Regions from separate parts of the Sus scrofa genome. Here region 1 is linked to region 2. Evidence: chromatin contacts called from public Hi-C data. All regions are on one chromosome and are shown on one strand. The core of a region is the stretch at or near the end of the contact, and the rest is flanking DNA. Distances in the headings are between cores, read along the strand shown. Region 1 holds the start of WNT9A (protein Wnt-9a). Region 2 has its middle 24 kb from the start of PRSS38.

The links. Hi-C and Micro-C count contacts between places; a contact is called where the count stands out from the background.
Region 1: a Hi-C map of omental adipose tissue shows a contact between it and region 2, with 1.4 times the contacts expected there. The contact joins the promoter of WNT9A here to the enhancer-like site in region 2. A contact is called at or near these places in 2 of 5 promoter capture datasets (fetal liver and fetal skeletal muscle), 2 of 47 Hi-C or Micro-C datasets (omental adipose tissue and skeletal muscle) and 1 of 2 datasets of contacts at active chromatin or transcription factors (skeletal muscle).

The regions. Positions count from the first base shown.
Region 1 is chr2:51,124,890-51,130,392 of Sscrofa11.1, forward strand. WNT9A (protein Wnt-9a) reads right to left here and starts at 3,457. Exons shown (of 4, transcript XM_003123611.5): 1 at 3,275-3,457. The coding sequence starts at 3,369.
Region 2 is chr2:50,945,867-50,951,274 of Sscrofa11.1, forward strand. No RefSeq gene overlaps it. Among named protein-coding and RNA genes, the nearest start is that of PRSS38, 24 kb to the right of the region's middle. Within about 2 kb of position 1,660, at least 10 of the 83 cell types and tissues checked have an H3K27ac peak or open chromatin away from gene starts, as enhancers often do. A contact at or near this core is called in omental adipose tissue, where this site is marked.

The DNA.
Region 1 (5,503 bases), core at 2,207-4,706, 180 kb after region 2:
CTCACAGAAAGGCCCCACACCCCCTAAGCCAGCCTGCAAATGTTTCCTATGTAACATGGAGTATTTAAGCCAACATGGAGTATTGAAAGAGCCTCAAGGCTCATTGTGCCCCTTCTTACTTCTTTTGGAGATTAATCATGTAGGAAGCCTTGGGCCTCCCTTTGCCTGGTCAGTCCCTGGATGCTTGCATCCCCAGGGGCCTCTGCTGGGAGATGGCTCAGCACGTAAACACACACAGGATCTCTAAGAAAAAGGCAGTGAGGTGCCAGGGAGCCCAGTCCCAGCTCTGGCAGGCACAGATCCCCAAAATCCCCAGACCCAGACCCTGGCTCCATACTCAGAGAAGCACAAAGATGGCTTGCTCTAAGGCCTTGGGGCAACCCTTCCTGAGCAGGTTTTGGCCCACTCCTTAGCTCCATCTTCTCACCTGAGGATAACATCAAGATAGGAACAGAGTATGGGTGAGCCCACCCAGATCCACAGCCAGGGCAGAGGTGGGTGGTGGTTGGCAGCAGGAGAGGTGTCTGAGTTTGTATCTCAAACTCGCCACAAGACCTTGAGACAGCCTCTTTCTGCTCAGAGCCAGGCTCCACTTCCTTCCAAGAGGGCTTCAGGCCAAGCTGTATAGGACCCCAAAGCACATACATCTCTGTAGCCCCAGGAGAACCAGATGGAAACACCACCTGCCAATCACACCAGAAGCAGGGTCAGGCCAGGGAGGGAGAGAGGAGAGCTCCTTCCCCATGGCAGGCAGGTGACCTAGAGGGGTCTTCCTAGTGGCCACAGCCTGAGAAGGACAGGAGGAGTAAGGCAGGTAGGGTTGCAGCCTGGGGGCGGGGGGGGGGTGTAGGTGGGGCAGGGAGGGCTCCCACTGCCCACGTGATCCTCCCCCAGGCCAGCCTCTCTGGGTTTCTGGGCTGTAACTGGAGCTGCCTTGCCTGTGAGCCTCTGTGCCAGGCAGAGCTTTCAGAGCGGGGGAGTGGGGGAAGGGAGAAGGGAGAGGAGGGCCTGGATCCCAGCTCCCCGCCACCCCCACCCCACCCCAGGCTGGCCCGTGCGCTCCCTCTGTACTAGGGTGGGGAGGGAAGCCCTAGTACAAGGCACAGGGAGGCCCCCTGGCTCTGGCCCAGCCCTGCCCTGCCCTGCCTGCCTTGGACCATCTCCTCCCCACCTCCCCCCTGGCTCCTGCCCCTTTACTGGGCCAGGAGAAAGGGCCCCAAACCCAAGTTCATCTGGTCACTACTAGCCAGAGGCGGGGCCTCCATGCCTGTGCTATCCTGCAGAGCACACCAGGAGCAGACTCCTCCAGGACCAGGCCCCTTCCCTCCTCTGCCTTTTTGGCTGGAACAGAGTCTGTCCCTCTCCAGGACCTCCATTCCACCAAGTTGAGTCCTGTCTCTCTAGCAGTCTAGTGCAGGGGGCAGGGGTGAGGGGATACCCCCAGCAGAGCCAGCTGTCCCCAGGGCAGCACAACTGCTTCCTATGCTACCCATGGGGCAGGACTTGAGAAGCCTCACTTGATGGGGATTTTGGGGTCAAAGAGTAGGGTCAAAGGGGCTGGCCAGAGGAGACACAGGGGCTCTAAGCCCTCCCTACTTGCCATACATCCACTGTAGGAAGGGACTTATTCCCTTCAAGGGAGCTAAACAGACTTTCCTGGAGGTACAAAGCACAGAGAAAGCATGGAGAAAGAGAAGGATGCTGTGGGGGTGGGGATGGGGGTGGGAGCCAGGACCTGGACTGCCACCCTGTGGATCTGATCTTCCCCAGAAGGAAAGCCAGCAGCAAGGAGACTCCAACCAAAGCACAGTGTGGCGCAGACAAGCCCAGGGTGTGTCTGAAGCCTGGTGAGCAGACCCATGGCTGGGCCGGGAAAGCGAGAAGGCACAGCTGGCTGACAGGCCATCGTGACTCACCGTGGACCTGCAGCCAGACAGCCATCCTCTGACCCTCCCTGTGCCCGAGAGGGTGAGGCAAAGGCTGCACAGATGGCATGCAGGGGCGTGCCAGCCTCTACATGGCCTGGGCCCCAGGCGGGCCAAACCCAAAGCCACAGCCCTGGCTGAGGGGTGGGGTCTCCAGGAGAAGGAGACAGGGAGCTGACCCTGGAAGACAACTCAGGAGAAAGGAACAGGAGAAGGTGGGGGAGAAAAACACAAAGGGAAAGTTTCCCATGAAAATATTTTATTTTCTTTGAGAACAGGATACACCTGCAGGGCTCCTCGCCCAGTCGGCCTCTCCCCACCCTATCAGTGGCACATTTCTGGACCAACGGGGCCCTCTGCTGGCCAGGCCGCTGCGCGGCGGCGCCCGGGCCAGAGGAGAGAGAACAGGTGACAACGGGAGGAGGACGACAGCCCGGGAGCGGCCGCAGGGCACACAGGACAGGAGCTAAGCAGGAGTGGTGAGGGAGCAGAAGGTGAGTAGTCTGAGGAGAACCATATGGCTGCCCGCAAGATGCCACCCAGACCTGAACACAGAAAGAGTCCCCAATGCTTGCCCGGCTGGACATCCAAGAACTAGGAGGGAGGAATGAGGAAGGGCAGGAAGGAACGTCGAAGAGAGACACGCCAAAACCACGCAAACTGCTGCTTTGGAGAAGCACATGTGGCAGCGACCCTGGAGACGGCCGGGAGGCAGCATTCACAGCCCAGCTGGCCCCTGTGCACTGGACAGGGTCCCACAGACGCGCTCCCTCAGGCCGGGCCCGAACAAGCGTCAGAAGAAAAGCGCAAGAAAAATAAAATTCCTCCAGACTGTAGTTTTTTTCCCCCCTTTGGGGCTCAGTGCAAGGAACATCTGGATTTTGTACGTATTTTTTTGTTGTTGTTAAATTAACTTCTCGATGAGAGAAAGGAGGGGGAAACTGCAAGGGGGGGGGAGGTGTGCAGGGGCCGGGGAGGCTCCAGACTTTTGGCAAGAAATCCCGGCCTAAGAGAGCGGGGACCAAAGGTTGGTCTCAGAGCTCCAGGGAGCCCCGCGCACGGTCGCGGGCGCGGCCCCAGTGATTACGGCTCCGGGGTCACGGAGGACCGGGGCCTCGCGCCAGCCCGTCGGGTACGCCAGCCCCTTTCCTCACGCCGCGCCAAAGGGACACCGACTCGGGATCCGGCGACGCGAGCGTCGCAAACAAACCGCTCCAGGCAACCCGACGGCCCTCACTAGGCTGGGCACCGCGCCCCACGCACCTGGGTCGCCCCCGCCCTCGCGTCCCGCCGGCCTCCGGCCGGGCCCGCCCGCCCTGCCCCGCCCGCCGGGCCGCCGAGGCACCTACCCGAAGTAGGCGGCCGAGGGGCGCAGCGCGGCAAGCAGCAGAGTCAGCGCGAAGGCCGCGGCCAGCCAGCGCGCCAGCAGGGGCCCATCCAGCATCTTGCCGCGCCGCGGCGGCTGACCATCGCGCTCCCGGCCCCGCGCAGGGCGCCCCGCGGCCGCCGCCCTCTTATAGCGCCCGGAGCGCCAGGCCGGGGGCGGGGCGCCGGCCAGCTGGCCCGGCCCCGCCCGCGCCCGGGGAGGAGTCACGCCGGCGCCGGGGGCGGGCCGAAACCCGAGCCAGTGCACCGCCCAGCCTTGTTGCAACCCGGCCACTCGGGTCTCCGGCCGCGCCCCGCGCGTGGGGAGGAAGGCACGCGAGGAGGCGGGTGGGAACCCGGTCGGCCGGAAGAGGCGGGAGGGGCCGGAGCGCGGTGAGGGCCGGGGGAAGGGAACAAGCCCCCGGCGCGGCCGTGGGGGCGGAGCCGAGGCGGAGCATTGGTGGCCTGGGGCTAGAGGGCGGGGCGGTCCTTGTACAGCCGTTGGAGTGGGAGCAAGGGGTGGGAGCGTTAGGGGATCTGGGGATGGGGGAACCTGGGGCCGCAGAGGTGGCGGGGTGTGGCCCGAGGCGGGGCCAGGGCGGAGCTCTTGGCTGGGAAGCCAGGGGGTGGTGCCGCAGGGGACTCGGGTGTCAGCCCAGAGCTGGAGCGCTCCGGAGGGAGTTTTCAAGAAGGGGGAGTTTTCCTGAAAGAGGAGACTAGCCAGCAGGTGATGCCCCTGCACTTTGCGAAGCATGACTTTTAAAAAGGGAGGCCAGAGGAGCGCTGCTCCCTGGTTTGTAGGCCTGAGAGTGAGACAACCTGACTAGGGATGGTGCAGGCAGGTCGAGTCACTCGACCTTTTGGGAGCTGTCTCCCTACATTTAAATTGAGAGAGGTGAACTAGAGGCTGAGATCACTGCCCGCGCTGATCCTGGGGCGACCTCTGTCTCAGAAACTGTGAGAACTGGACGAAGGCTGCCGGTAGAGGCAAGATGAGCCGCTGGGCACACAGAGAACGCAGAGCCACAGCTGAAGCAAGGCAAAGCCCCAAGCTGTAATTAAAACAGATAAGACAAATTACCAGATAGAGGATGGGATCAAGGAGAACGCTTAGAAGCCCCTGGGCCAGGGGTTCTCCATGTCAACAGCCACAAACCACGGAGAAGAGCACCGCTGTAGGGTACAGGCTGTGGGGTAGGAGTCCCCTAAATGCTAGCCTTCAGACGACTAGCTTTCACTTCCATGGCCAGTGCTGCCAGAGGTGTGGGAAGGGAGGAGCCTGAGAGGGAGAGTCCAGCTGTATATCAGACACCTGAAGTCAGAGTTCTGTTTCCCGCCACAGTGACCCAGGGTCTGGGGGCCTGAGCACCTTCAAAGGCTGGGCTAGTGGTCTCTGAGGATCTACCACCTGGTGACCTATCTCAGGGCAGTGCTCTGAGGCAAAACAAAAGGACAAAAAATATACCTGACAAAGACATGTGAAGCAGGACGCCCCTCTTAGAAGGCCATCCTGGTGGACATACCTCATCCTGCCTGGGGAATTTTTGGTGCTTGACTGGGTGAGAAGAGGGTGGGAAGGAGATGGGGACTAAGCAAATCACTTCCTCTCTGGGCCTCAGTGTTCCCATCTGTGACCCATCCAACTCCAGGGAGCCATGTCTTTTTCTAAGTTGTGGTGTCACACTGTGGAAACCTCCACCCATCGTTCTGCCTCTCTGTGGGTGTGACCAGCCTCACGTCATTTCCTACTCCAGGGATTCCTTCTCTGGGAGGGGGATATCTGATGCCCTCATCTGCTCATACCACACTCAGCCATCTCACCAACAGGGCTGGCATGGCAAAAGAGAACACCAACCAAAGCAGCTTCAGCCCACCCAGGCTGCAGAGCTTGGGGACACCCTGTCATCCCCACCTCCAAAGGCCTCAGCACACTATCAGGGCCTCCACCTGAAGACATGGCTCTTACACCCGGGAAGTATGAGGCATGGGGTGAGGAGGTGTGAGTGATGACGTGTTTATAGGCACAGAGATTGTGTCCAAGAAAAATGAAGTGTGAGATTGTAAATATGTGTTTGGAAGGCACTGCAAGCCTTAGAGGGCTCACTTCCATGGGGAGTAGAGGTTTCTTGTCTGGCCACCCAGCAAGTCCCAAAGAAAGAGGTGGCCAGCTCAGGTTCCAGCCTGTGACTGGCTGGGCTACAGGTGGCACAAAG
Region 2 (5,408 bases), core at 410-2,909:
CCTGGCAAATAGGTTTCACACAACTTTCTCTGTCTAGTGGATGTAAATACATTTTAGTTGTGGTCTGTGTATTTTCACACGGAACTGAAGCCTTCCCTCTTTTGTAGCTAAAGCCCTTTTGGAAAAAAACTGTCTGTACCTGGGGAACTCCTCTCAAATTCGCAGTGATCAAGGGACTCGTTTTACTGTCCAGGTACTTTTACAGAGCTGTACCTGTTGGCTGGTTTTAAAACTTTTTACTGCACTTATCACCTTCAACACTCTGGTTTAATAAAATTCACTAATAGCATTATTAAGATTCAACTGGCAAAATTTATAGAGGCTCTCATAATACTTTGACCAAAGGCATTGCTGTTCATCCTTTAAAATCCCAGATCCACTCTTTTTGGAACTCATAAACTCTCACCCATTTAGATAGTCACAGGATGCTCAATGTACTTGCCTCCCACTTTCTTTTACCCACTGCTGATAAAAAGAAAGATACTCCAATTTTGCAAAGACCTAATCTCTTCTATTTACAATAACCATGTTTTGGTAGAATAATATTTTCACAGTGCATTCTCAAGAGATGAAGACCTTAAGCAGCATACTTGAAAACTGGAGACTTTTTCTGTTAGAAAATACAACTCCAGAAAGACTATCTTCAATACCACTTTTTAGGCCCTATCAGGTACTTCTAAACCAACTCTTATGCCATCAAACTCCAGGGAAGATTCTTGGACTCATATGACACACCTAAAGAAAGCATCAAACCCTGATTAGAACTGCACATCATCTGGTGACCTGAAAGTAAAGATTTTCTGGAATTGAAGCAGATGACATTTTATGAGACAGCTTTCCCAAGATATCCAGACCAGGTCTGTTAGAAGTCCGTTGTCAATCCTCTGATGGTGGCATAATGCTTCAGATGATCTCAAGTGCCTGTGGCATGTGGAAGTTCCTGGGCCAGAGATCAAACCTGAACCACAGCGGTGACAATATCTGAACCACAGCAGTAACAATACCTGAACCACAGCAGTGGGCCACCAGGGAACTCCTCTAATATCTACAATCTTGATAACATATGGACTTTATATTAAAAAGTACCTAAGAGTGCTCCCTCCTACTCCTCCTTTTCACTCAAATGTGACCTCAATAAGTTTCCAATCTGTATACTTTCTTTTCTGGAAAAGATTCAGCCAATGAAAAGCCATAGATTCCTTGTTTACTAGAGCCCTCCCAACTTTCTTTTCCTCTCTACAGAAGAGTTCTCCTTCCCTTGCTGTGCAGGAACTTTCACGTGGCTTACCATGGTTGCAGACGCTGAATTTCAATTCTCTGCTGATCCTGAATAAACTGATCTTTGCTGGGTAAATAACTGACAGTCTATTTGTTTTAGGTCAACAGGATTCCAGCCAAAAGCCAGTGGCCCCAGAAGCTAGGCCATGAGAATGGGGCTCTCCAAATAGCTCTCTTGCTGGAATGGGCCACATCCAGGGATCCTCTTCCTTGGAATCTCTGCCTGCCCTCTGGAGATGGTTGAGAATAAATGTCCAGGAGGGCAGGGTTAAAGAGACAGGAACATGCTGCTCCGCCTGCTCTCAGGGCTGGAATGTGGAATGAGTGAAGGATCAGGTTTCCTCATTTGCCTGACAAGTTCACTTAACCAGTGGGATCTGAGCCCTGCTCTAATGGGAACCAGCTGTGGGTGGGGGAAGCTCTGTCTGGGAGGAGCACAGGCCACATACTCCCTGCTCAAGTCATCACCCAGGGAAAACTTAGTTTAGCCCTCCTTTTACAGCTGGGAAACTGAGGCCCAGGAAAGTGGGCCACCACAGACCTATGTCCAGGGCTCCTCCACACAGACTACAGCTGGGGATCCTTGGACCAGGCCTCTAAATGGCTTCTTCTTGAATTCACTGCCCAGGAGGACTGTCCTTGGGCCCAGACAAAGCTCCCCAACAGGGTTGACCTAGCTCCTGTGTGCCTTCCACCTTGCCCAGAACCTGCCAGTCTGGTCTCCATGCACCCAGAGAGAGACCTGGATGTTCTGGCTTATACTCCTTTGCTTCCTTTCCCTTTATAACAGTCACAGCTTTCCCTCAGGCCAGGGGACTCAGGAGTGAGGAGCATTTCTTCCCACACCAGGTCCTTCTACAGTGGAAATAATTCACAGTTTCATCAGTTTAGGTTGTTTTGGAGAAGGATGCTAGCCATGGTGTGGGGAGTGTAACCACTGGCAGTAAGAGAATCCAGGTTTATCCCAGTTGCCCAATCTTACCCTACTACAGAACTTTAGCCCTATATTCCTTCAAATCCCGCTCTTACTACCTCTTATTATGTATAAGTTAGTTTTTGCTTCATAATAAGCCATTTCCAAACTTGGTAGCTTAGGACAACAAATGTTTCATTTTTCATGATTTTATGGGCCTCCTAGGTGCCTTGGCTGGAAATAAATGGGGTCTCACACAGGTGCCTGGAGGGCCACAGGAGCCAGGACAGGAGTCAGAGACCTGGGTGATAATGGAGTTATAGCTCAGTGGGGCTTGAGCCCTCCTAGAAAGGGCTGGGGACAAGGATGGGAGATGGAGTGGAATGAGAGGAATAGTGACACTGCCCATGGCTGGGTTTAGGCCTGGCTAGGGCTTCAGGCAGGTGGAAGCTACTTGGCCCAGCCTCTGGGTCCAGGCTCTGAGCAGGGAAGGCATGGATCAGAACTACAACAGGCCTGAGGGGCAATGATGACCACACCTGGGACTAATGCCAGGACTCCATGGCAACTTACAGACACTCTGTGCCTGTTGCAGGGCCAGGCCTCTCCTTCCTGGCTTCCTAGGTGTATCCTGGGTGGGTCTGGCATGGAGTCCATGGAGGTGAAGGGTGAGTAGGGGACACTGTGGGTGGGCTGGTCCTCAGGTAGGATCCTAGTACTATTCCTGACATTTTCCTGCTACACTGTCCTTGGATAGAAACTCCAAGGCATCAGAAACAGCCTGATCCGATCCCAACTTTCAGCTCATCCACCCCACTGACCCTGACTGAGGTCCATGAATCTTCAGAATGGCTCCTTGGAGAGGCTTACCTGCAGAATGCAGGCCTGGGGGCAGATAAAGTTCCCATAGGGCAGGTTCCTGAGGATGGCCCGAGTCCTCCTACTTAGGAGCATCATCCATTTCAGCTGGAGGCCAGAGTGATTCTGTAGAAACAGTTTGGCCTCTTCATTCAGGCCTATGAAAAGGAACAAGCAGTCAGGATAGTCTGTGGGGCCACAGGGGACTCCCAGGCCAAGATGAACATGGAAAAAGGCAAACACAGGTATAGGAAGTACTAGTAGGGGACACCCTGGGGTGGAAGGAGCAGGTCTGTGGAGGACAAGTGGGTAGGAGAGGAGGGAACACAGAGGATGAAAGGAGTAGGCCTGTTGAGGACAATCAGGTATACAGGAGGGGACATGAAGGTAGAAAGAGAGGGCCTGTGGGGGACAGCCCATAGGCACATGTTGGGTCATGGCACTGGAAGGAGCAGACCTCTGGGAGGACAGCCCCAGGGTGACAAGGCAATGTGAAGCATGCCAGGAATGTGGCCAAGAATATAAAGGATACAGGAGGAGAACTTGGGGGGAAGTAGATCTGTGGGGAATCGTTAGTGGGGAGGGAAAGAGAGGACAAGGGGGTAGAAGGAGAGGCCTATGGGAGACAGATGAGGGGAACAGGAGGGGTGGAAGGAACAGCCTTTTCACCAGGACCCACCTCACAAGCAAGAGTGAATTCCCATGATTTTCAAAAGCTGTGTCAGGGGTTAGCAAATCTTTTCTCTGAAGGGCCAGAGACCTGGGCCCTACAGTCATAATCCTCACTTCCAGGACTGTCTCAGAAAAGCAGCCAAGATTATCCATAAATGATTGAGTCTGAATAAGTTTCGATAAAAAACTTATTAATACACACTGAAATTTTAATTTCATATAACTTTCACATCATGATAGTCTACATTTCTTTTCATTCATTTAAAAACATAAAACCATTCTTAGATGGCATGCAGTCCCAAACCAGGTAAAAACCAGAGTGCTGACTTGAGCTAGAATGGCAAATCTCTTTAAAAAAAAATAACATGCAAATACAATAATATGCAATACTCAGCTGACTGTGGAGAAGGGCAACCATGTACGCTGTCAAGATTCTTCTAGGACACTTCTTGACGGTATATTTATGGGAATTTAAGCTATTACAGTCTTTTAAGGGAATTTGACAGTGCCCACCTACTTTTAAATATGATGGCCTTCCAACCAGCAATTGCATTAAAAAAAAAAAAAAAAAAAAAGTCCATCAGAGTTCCCATTGTGGCACAACGGAAACGAATTCAACTAGGAACCATGAGGTTGAGGGTTTGATCCCTGGCCTCGCTCAGTGGGTTAAGGATCCAGTGTTGCCATGAGGGGTGGTGTAGGTCGCAGACGTGGCTCGGATCTGGCATTGCTGTGGCTCTGGCATAGGCCAGTGGCTACAGCTCTGATTAGACCCCTAGCCTGGGAACCTCCATATGCCATGGGTACAGCCCTAAAAAGGACAAAAGACAAATAAATAAATAAATAAAAATTTTAAAAATCCATCCTACAGAAATATGTGTTGAGAATGCAAGAAGGTGGCATTAATTGTAAAAGTAGAAAACTGTGACTTTATTAGGGGGTTATTGAGATAGTTAATGTGTGAAAGGGTTACATTGAGCATCCTTTCTGTGTATTAAGTGGGTTCATATCCATTTCCACCTGTATCTACAGGTGTTTCCCCCTAGGGTTGGGGCCTCTCCCTATCTCATAGGAGCTGTGACCATCTTAGTTAGGAGGCAGTGGAATTGGAGCAGTGGAGGCAGGGGCTCACCCATGGCCAGCGTAGCTGGGGCAGGAGGCGGATTAGAGAACATTCCTCGGATGCCGCTGCCCAGCCTTCCTTGCCCGGCTGGCAGACGCCTTTGGAGTCCTCTGGCTGACCCAGCTCCTCCTTGGAAAGCAGACCGGAATTCCCATCAGCATGCACCTGGCTAGGCCCGTCCTCACAAACTGATGCTCATCTCCTCGCCTTCGGGGAGGGAGCAGTGCCATGAGGGGAATAAAACCATGCCAGGAGGAGCTCCCAGTCCAGGAGTGAGGGATTGGAGGGATAGGTGAGTGGCGAGGAACTGGGAGGTACCTTTCCAGTTGACGGGATGCCCCTAGGGACAGTGGTCACTCATAGCACCCTGAGCAGCTGATGGGTGTCCTAGGCCAGTGCAGCATATAGAATCCAATTTTGTGGGCCCTGCCAAGCACAGCAGCTTCTCAGGTCCCTCTGCCAGCCCCCAAAGTAGTGACTGCCCATGCAATCACAGTGTCATTGTGGGGTTTTGTCATTCCTGCCCTCCACGTCCCAACCCTCAGAACTAAGAGAGGTTTGGCA